3 separate regions of the Mus musculus genome follow, and all the other regions are linked to region 1. The links are chromatin contacts, called in public promoter capture Hi-C maps. All regions are on one chromosome and are shown on one strand. The core of a region is the stretch at or near the end of the contact, and the rest is flanking DNA. Distances in the headings are between cores, read along the strand shown. Region 1 holds the start of Kcna5 (potassium voltage-gated channel, shaker-related subfamily, member 5). Region 2 overlaps Ano2 (anoctamin 2). Region 3 overlaps Vwf (Von Willebrand factor).

Region 1 (2,973 bases), core at 430-2,929:
GGAAGAAGATGAGCAGCCCGAGCTCCCGCATGGACGCCTGTAAGGTCTTACCCAGGATCTGCAGTCCCTTGGAGTGGCGGGAGAGCTTGAAGATTCGGAACACCCGGACCAGGCGGATCACCCTGAGGATGGCTAGGGACATGGCCTGCTGCCCATTCTGACCACCACCCCCTGGTTGTTGCTCTGCCAGCTCGGTGCCCAGGGTGATAAAGTAGGGGAAGATGGCCACAATATCAATGATGTTCATAATATTCCGAGAGAATTCTGCCTTGCTGGGGCAAGCAAAGAAACGCACAAGCAGCTCAAAAGTGAACCAGATCACACATGTGGTCTCCACGATGAAGAATGGGTCAGCCAGTGTCCTAGGCAGGAGCGGAGCCACTGTGGGGCCAGAGGAAAGGACACCAGAGCCACTGCCATTTGCCCCTGGGGCAGGGGCTGGGGGCTGCGGCGGCACTGGGGGGTGGCGTAACAGCTCCCGTTCATCCCTGAACTCAGGCAGAGTCTCCAAGCAGAAGGTGATGATAGAGATGAGAATGACCAAGACCGACACGATGGCAATGGCTCTTGCTGACCCAGAGCTTTCTGGGTATTCGAAGATAAGCCACACCTGGCGCTGGAACTCATTGCGGGGCAGGGGCTTCTCCTCTTCCTTGATGAAGCCTTCATCCTCCCGGAAGCGCTCCATGGCCTCGTCCCCCAGCTGGTAAAAGCGGATCTCATCTGCAAACACATCCAGGGAGACATTGACCGGCCTGCGCAGGCGGCCCCCAGACTGGTAGTAGTACAAAATGCCATCGAAGCTAGGCCGGTTGCGGTCGAAGAAGTACTCATTTCTCAAGGGATCGAAGTAGCGCAGGCGTTTGACTGGGTCCCCCAGGAGGGTGTTGGGAAACTGCGCCAGGGTGCCCAGCTGCGTCTCAAAGCGCAAACCCGAGATGTTTATGAGGACCCGCTGGTGATGGAGTGATCCTGAGTCCTGAGGAGCCTGGTCCTCCTCCACTGTGCCCAGGCCAGGGTCGCCTTCTCCCTCCTCATCCTCAGCAGATGGCCTTCTAGGCTGTGGCAGCTCCTGAGGCATAGGGGGCAAAGGCCTCCCACCCTGGCCCGCATCCTCGTGTGTGGCGCGCCTCCTCGGTGATGTTTCTTTGGACTGATTATTGAGTCCAGCCGTCGGAGGGCACCCACACTCTCCCCTGGGGCTCTGCACACAGCTTGCCCCTGCCTCCCCTCCTCCTCTGAGGGTCATGGCACTGCCGTTCTCCATGGGCACCAGGGAGATCTCCATGGCCCGGGGGCAAGGGGCATGCTGCGCCCCCAGACAACCGGTTCCCACACCCCAACTCACGCTCCGCGCCTCGCGGTTTCCTCTTCAGCCGAGGGCCCCCGCTGGCTCTAGGCTGGCTGGGGTAGCTGGCTGGATCCCCTTGGCTGGTCCTGACGTCAAGAAGCTGCTGCCCCTGCTCCCTGCCTCTCTCTCTCCCTCTCAGTGTTCTGGCAGCTGGTTACCAGGCAGCAGAAAAACCTCCTTCCAGCAGATGCAACCTCCAGCAGCCCCTCTCTGGCTGAGCTCCCCGGCCTCCGCCCTCTGTGGCTCCCTCCTCTCCTCCTCCCCCTCCTGTTTCTCCTCTGGGGACGGAGTCAGAGAGTGTCTCTCTGGAGGGTTCAGCTGGGGCCCCAGCAGCAAGGACAGGAAGGGGAGGAGGAAAAGAGCCTGAGGAGCGAGGAACAGGTTGTACCAGGAGCGCTGAAAACTCCCAGGGCAACAGGATGAGAATAGCTTCAGGATCTCAGATCACCTGGGAATGCACAGAAAGCGGAAAGGGGACTCCAGGGGGTGGGAACTGCTTTAGATGCAAGGGGAAGGCTTGTAGCTGAGTTCCAGTGAGTGGAGAAGAGAGTGCTCTGGGTGTTTTTCTTTTAGAGCAGTGCTTCTCAACCTTGCTAATGCTGCTGCAACCTTTAACACTGTTCCTCATGTTGTGGTGAACCCCACAACGGTAAATTTATTTTTGTTGCTACTTCATAACTGTGATTTTACTATTGTTATCATAACATAAATGGAATTTGTTACTGAAGTGTAATGTAAATATTATTGGAAATAGAGGTTTGCCAAAAGGATTGTGAACCACAGGTTGCAAAACCAATGCTTTATAGATTAACAGCCTCTCTCTTTGGGAAAAATGACACTGCAGGGGAGCAGCGAGCTGTGTGTGTGTGTGTGTGTGTGTGTGTGTGTGTGTGTGTGTGTGTGTACTCTGGAACTCTTCCAGTCTATCTACAGATCCATTGGAAGGTATGAGACTGAGACCTCACAGCACCCCCTTAAGCCTGCTTTTCATCATCCAGACATTGGTGATTTGATCTGCTAGTATGGAGCCAGGAGGAGTCTCAACTGAGAGAGAAGCTGTCTGGTCTCCTGCCTCTGCATTCTTCGCCATCCCTCCAGCCTCCTCACCTAATCCTCTTTTTGTAAAATGCACAGTGAGAAAAGAGAATAAATCCTGGTGGAGAATAATTGTGCACGGGAAAGCTCTAAGCTAGCGACTGCATAGAAACCTGTGTAAAGAGGAGGCAGAGGGACTTATTTATTGCTAGTATGTCCAGATCATTCTGGACTTGTGTGTTTTTGCATCAGCTTACTTTGTAAGTACTAGGACTACCTTCAACATACAAAGAAACTCAGGCACAGATAGATTGACTACATTGTATATGGAGGCCACAGAACTTGACTACATTGTATATGGAGGCCACAGAACTAGAAAGTATCAACGCTGCAATTCAAACCCAAGTTGCTGGGTTTAGGGAGCTCGCTTCTTTCTCCCCTCCCCACATCTGGCCTGAGGCCCTTCTTCCATTGCAGGAGGCAGAAGAATGAGTAAGATAAAGATTGGGTTCTAGGCTGGGATGCCAGGGTCCCTCTCTACACTCTGCCCTTGTCTTTAGTCTCTGAGGCTGTTGTGGTCTCCAAAA
Region 2 (2,790 bases), core at 98-2,597, 680 kb before region 1:
TGTCTTAGATGAAAATTTACTTAGCTTTGATATCTCCATCTGCCAAATAAGGGTCAAGTTGTGGATCCTCATGCTAAAGAACTTTGAATTTTGAAATCTGTCCCCCAATTTTTTTGTAACTGGTGCTGCTATTGCTGTTGCTGGTGCAATGATGGTGCTAATATATTATTATTATTATATTATTATTATTATTATCTCATAAGATTAGGTTTCTGTTTGTGGCATTGCCTTGTTGATCTGCCTTGTTGGTGGTGATTTTTGACAACTCTTGTAATATCCCTTACCTACGCTCCTTTACTCTATAAAAGAACAGAATTATAGGAGATCTAACTTTCAACTCCATTCATAACATTTTATGTTTGATACTTGAACTGTGTGCTATTGGGGTCCTGACATAAGGATAGTTGAGGACAGTAAAAACCAATAGGGGATGGAAAGTGTGCTCTAAAGAGCAGCAAACAGGGAGATGGTTAGTTAGCACCCCTGCTTCTTCAGGGGCACGAAGAGGGAGGCATATACAATCCAAAGGAAGCTATGCTCAGGTGATTAAAATGACCCCCCAGTTGGAGCTGTTACACTGGCTCCTTTTTAGCTAGAGAGCTGGAAATGATTAAGGCCTCACTGTCTAATTCCTTGGCCAAGCTAAAGGTCAAAGAGCCCAGAGAGCCACTTGGTGCAGCCTGTGGATGTGAGGCTCTGTGACACAAAGAATATGGACAAGGGTCCCCTGGATCCCCATGGACTTCATTTCCAAAGTGAGGCTGACTCCTTGGACATTGTGTGAATATTATGAGGATGTGACTTTAAGTAGAAATGTTATGTATTTGGATATTACACGATTAAATTCAGTGACAATCTTATATAAAACTCCCTTCATAAAGACAAATGCATTCCTTTTTAAGCAAATGTGGCACATGATGTTTATGTTCTCACATTAAATTATATAAGAAAGAACCCACGATATTCTAACATATATTTTTAAATACCAGAGTATGTCATCTTTCGTTTGGAGAACGATGTCTATAAAACAAAGATTCAAATTTACTATCATATTTCACCATGAAAGTAGACAAACTGCCCCACTTTTTAAATAATAAAATAGTTCATTTATTTTACTTTGTTTTTAATTTAGTTTTGAGAATTTAATGTCAAATGAATGTAATCATATCTGCCCCCATTTTCCTTCTTAACACACCCAGATACCAATGACACATTTTTATTCCAATGAAATATCCTCCTCTTCTTTAAAAAAAAAAAAATACAAAGCCCAACTAGTACTGAACATACGTGAGTGGGTGTGGTGTCTGCCATCCATTGGCGTATGGCCAATTTATCTGTAGGCACACCCCAATGAAGAATGATTCTCCTTCTCCCAGCAACTATTAACTTCAAATAGCTCCTCAGTTATGAGCACGGCCTTATGGCTCCCTCCCCCCCACATCCATGCAGGAATTTTAGATGACTTGATCTTGTGCAGGTCTTGTGTAGGTAACCACGGTTCCAATGAGTTCATCAGTGCAGTGGACATGGTACATCCAGAAGACAGTAGTTTATAGACGTCCTCCCCATCCTCAGACTCTTTCTTTCTGCATCTTCTTCAGTGATAGTCCATGAACTTTGGTGGAGGTGAAGAGCTGATAACAATGTCCTATTAGGGATGTGCACTCAAGGGTCATTGATTCTTTAACACTTTTATCAATTATGAATCTTGGCACTGACTGCTTAGCATTGATTGCTACCCACTGCACAAAGAAAGGTCTCTAACCAAGGTTGAGAATAGCCTAGGTCTGTGAGTATAAATGTAACTAGTAGGCTGCTTGAAAAGATCATTTAGCAAAATAACGACAGTAGGTTACCTGCTAGAATTATGTAACAAACACTGTTGTTGAAGACACCAAACATGATGGCTTCAGAACACAGAGAAATCAAGCTCTAGCCCACAGGGAGCTGTCCTCTCTGCTGACTGGCTGGCTTTCGTTCTGCCAGAAAGTGCCACTCAAGCTTCCTGGAAAGGAGATGGATCAGTGATCTTACGCAGTGCTGGAGCCCGAATGCTGTACTGATAGGCACTGATACAAGAGTGCCATGACTACTATGAGAGAACCAACTACTTTATGATCGCTTTTGGGGTCTGTTCCATGGGAGGAAATCCATGCCTACTACTGTAAATCTGATCAAAAGTACAGCCTTTAAAAACAGAAATTTGTTATGTTTGCCTTTTGAGTTAAACACCTGGCTGATTTACCTAAGTAGATTTCACTCTCCAGATGATGAGCAAAAGAGAAAGGTTTAGATTACCATTGCAAAGACTTCTTAGTATGGTCTTCCTAGTAGGGTGAATAGAGTCAGTTTAGCTCCCAATAACCGATCGATCAGCCAACTGTGTCCAACGATCATATTATCTTCCTTCATTTTAAGCACTGTGTTTCGGAACAAAGGTGCCTTTCCATGTAGTATGATTTTTTTTTGAGTTACATTCAAGTATTTACTTTCTATTATAATAACCAAATCCTAAGATAATGAGAAAATAAGGAGACAGAGGCCCTACAATCTCATTTGAGAGTACACTACCCCCAGTGTCCCAAAGACCACCCTCTAGGCCTCAACTCCTAAAGCCCCCCAATATTACTATGGGCTGGAGATGAAGACTTCAGTGCCTGAACCACGCGGAAATACTTCAGATCTAAACTGTAGCAGCACACATGCCTCTTTGTGAATACCTCATGCAGGCCAGTTTGTGGAGTTTGTTCTTCCCATCTCCACGCTCTACGCTTCAGTGCTATATCTCGC
Region 3 (2,876 bases), core at 198-2,697, 930 kb before region 1:
TAAAAATGGCTGAGGCGAGTCCCTGAGATCTTTAGTGAGATTATAGCTACTGATACTTGCCAGGCTAATGGCTAAATCAAAGCTGAGCATAGAGACATATCCCAGAGATGAGGAGGAAGGTGACAGGGGCTGGAGGCCAGCCTGGGCTACATGGTGAGTTTCAGCCGACCTGAGCTCAATAGTATGATCCTGACACAAACAGAAAAGCAAAACCCCAGACAGAAAAAATGTTAACGCGGAGGCATTAAAGCACTTAACTCATTTATAACATAATACTAAACCTTGTTTCCTAACAGACATTTGTAAGTACTTTTCCCTTGAAAAATAAGTTAGACGGGGATCAGGAGACAACAGTAAGTAAGCAGCAAGAAAAATACCATGGCCGCACATGGCTGCAGATCTCCTTAACGATTCATTTAATAGAAGACAGCTGGATTCTCATATCTCTTTCTGCAATCAATCTGCTACAGCATTTCAGATCACAGGGCCTCTGGAAAATTCCACTGTGTGCTTGTAAGGCAATGAGAAGGGACAGACAAGAACGAGATCATGGAATTATGGAAATATTCAGTCTGGAAGGACCTTGAAAGACCCTCATGGCTTTGAGAAACAGCATCCGAGGTCACAGCAGTGTGCTTTAGTTTTAAGCTGGAAAGTCAGGGAAAAGACCTTGATTGCCTTGTGTGTGTGTGTGTGTGTGTGTGTGTGTGTGTGTGTGTGTGTGTGTGACTTGGCATTTGTAAAACAAACAAGGAAGGCCATTTGCCCACCTTTCTTAGTTGCATGTATGTCTGTGGGTCTGGAACCTTCCACATGCACCTTGTTAAGTCACAGCTGGGAGCTAGAAGGGGCTTCCAAGATGACTACGGGGACTCAGGCCTGACCTGTGAGACTTTGGATCATCAGGATGGGGGGTGTGCGGGGACCACCTGGTTTCACTGATTACCCACAGAGCTATCATTGGACTCTTGGGGTCTGGTCCCTACCAGTTCTTCAAATCTGCACCATGGAATTCAGTGGCGCCCCAGCTGTCCTGGGAAAAAGCTGCCTCCACACCACTGCTTGGCCCTGAGTGTGCACTTTGGGGTCAAACTCATCATGGCTCACTGCTGAGGTCTGATCAGCGAGTGAGAGACGGGGCTAGAATCTGAGCCCTGCTTCCTTGAGAGAAGGGGATAGAATCTGAGCCCTGCTTCCTTCCTGGTGTCCTCAGCAGGAGATTAGAAGACAGGTGTTGCTCCTGGACACCAGACACAAGCTCCTGGGGGCTTGGACTACACCGTCCTCAGTCTGCCTTGTCTGTTTGTAACTAATATCTGTCCAACGAACAGTTTGCATGTTCTCTCACTGTTGCTTAGCCCATGTCTGTTGATAGTCACTTTAGTCACAGACATAGGGAGCACGAAGGTCTGGGGGATTCAAGTTGCTTGCTCTTTCCAGCCGTGTCACCCTCGATGGGATCTTAGGCAATCTCTCCCTCCCTCCCCCTCTTCTTCCTCCCTCTCTCCCTCCCCCTTTCTCCCTCTTTCTCTCTTTCCCTATCTCCCTCCTCCTTCTCTTCTCTTTCCCTGTGTCCCTCCTCCTCCCCTCCCCCTCCCCCCCTCCTTCTTCTTCTCTCTCTCCCCCTAATTCCTAGAATCCTTCTGGCTGACTTTTCTTTGAGGAGCGACAGCCAGCTGCACGACACCTAGCTGCATAGCTTGCAGTGGTCCTCCAGTTCGCAGCCCGGGACTTAGTCGTCCTGACATTAATTTTTCACCTGGGGAAATTTTTTGGTGCAAATGATCTCATTAACTAAGTGGAACCATTGTGGCACTGGGGGACAGCTGCTCCAAGGCCCGGCTTCTTCCGGCAGCTGTCCCCAGTCTATTCTGGGAAGACCTGTGGCTTGTGTGGGAATTACAACGGCAACAAGGGAGACGACTTCCTCACGCCGGCCGGCTTGGTGGAGCCCCTGGTGGTAGACTTCGGAAACGCCTGGAAGCTTCAAGGGGACTGTTCGGACCTGCGCAGGCAACACAGCGACCCCTGCAGCCTGAATCCACGCTTGAGTATGTGAGCCGCAGACCCCGGGGTCTCCCGTGGTCCAGGCAGGCATTCCACGGGACACAGAGAGAGGGAAGGCAAAGGCGGAGCCATTGGCCCAGCCTTTATTTTGACCACTGGCCGTTGAGATCCACATTTGGCTCATTTCCTTTTCAAAGTTTGTTTATTGAACACCCTCCATCCATGGGTGAAATCCCAAGAAAGAATAGAATATTGGGTCGTTTCTGGCCCGGAAAAGACCCAGTCTAGAGCAGCGGTGGGTGTGGGAGCTTAAAGTTGACTTGTATGATAGATGCGCTGCAGTGACCCTGTGTGGACACGGTGCTGCGACATCTCTGCTCTTGCTAGCTTCTGCTACTCTAACCACCGTCTCCGGTCAGTGGGTCTTTGGGGAACGCACATTTACCCGTTACTGAGCCAAACGCAGAACTGTACATTGGCACCAGAAGCCAGAGCCAGATAGATTAATTTTGGTAGCAACAGAAAAGGGAACTGGCTTTGTTTGTGGGGAAGAGGGTGGGGTGAGGTATGGATGTTAGAGTCCCTGAGGCTGGCCCCAGAGGAACGGGCAGGGCCACGTCTTGTTCTGCACAGGCTCTCCTTTCTCTTCAACAGCCAGGTTTGCAGAGGAGGCTTGTGCGCTCCTGACGTCCTCCAAGTTCGAGGCCTGCCACCACGCAGTCAGCCCTCTGCCCTATCTGCAGAACTGCCGTTATGATGTTTGCTCCTGCTCCGACAGCCGGGATTGCCTGTGTAACGCAGTAGCTAACTATGCTGCCGAGTGTGCCCGAAAAGGCGTGCACATCGGGTGGCGGGAGCCTGGCTTCTGT

The links. Promoter capture Hi-C pulls out the DNA fragments that hold promoters and counts their contacts.
Region 2: a promoter capture Hi-C map of hippocampal neurons shows a contact between it and region 1, with 3 times the contacts expected there. The contact joins the enhancer-like site here to the promoter of Kcna5 in region 1. A contact is called at or near these places in 9 of 39 promoter capture datasets (the 3T3-L1 cell line, embryonic stem cells, hippocampal neurons and 5 more), 1 of 115 datasets of contacts at active chromatin or transcription factors (embryonic stem cells) and 2 of 9 other capture datasets (embryonic stem cells and liver).
Region 3: a contact with region 1 is called in a promoter capture Hi-C map of stem cell-derived epiblast-like cells, with 3 times the contacts expected there. The contact joins the enhancer-like site here to the promoter of Kcna5 in region 1. A contact is called at or near these places in 9 of 39 promoter capture datasets (the 3T3-L1 cell line, the C10 cell line, cranial neural crest and 6 more), 4 of 484 Hi-C or Micro-C datasets (B cells, cerebellar granule neurons, cerebellum and 1 more), 2 of 115 datasets of contacts at active chromatin or transcription factors (astrocytes and embryonic stem cells) and 1 of 9 other capture datasets (embryonic stem cells).

The regions. Positions count from the first base shown.
Region 1 is chr6:126,533,876-126,536,848 of GRCm38.p6, forward strand. It overlaps Kcna5 (potassium voltage-gated channel, shaker-related subfamily, member 5), which reads right to left and starts at 1,680. Exons shown (of 1, transcript NM_145983.2): 1 at 1-1,680. The coding sequence starts at 1,288.
Region 2 is chr6:125,850,069-125,852,858 of GRCm38.p6, forward strand. All of the region lies in intron 10 of Ano2 (anoctamin 2), which reads left to right. Among named protein-coding and RNA genes, the nearest start is that of Gm24947, 33 kb to the right of the region's middle. Within about 2 kb of position 1,348, at least 1 of the 459 cell types and tissues checked has an H3K27ac peak or open chromatin away from gene starts, as enhancers often do. A contact at or near this core is called in hippocampal neurons, where this site is marked.
Region 3 is chr6:125,601,469-125,604,344 of GRCm38.p6, forward strand. Vwf (Von Willebrand factor) reads left to right here. Exons shown (of 52, transcript NM_011708.4): 14 at 1,856-2,051; 15 at 2,662-2,876. Among named protein-coding and RNA genes, the nearest start is that of Vwf, 50 kb to the left of the region's middle. Within about 2 kb of position 1,448, at least 161 of the 459 cell types and tissues checked have an H3K27ac peak or open chromatin away from gene starts, as enhancers often do. A contact at or near this core is called in cerebral cortex, where this site is marked.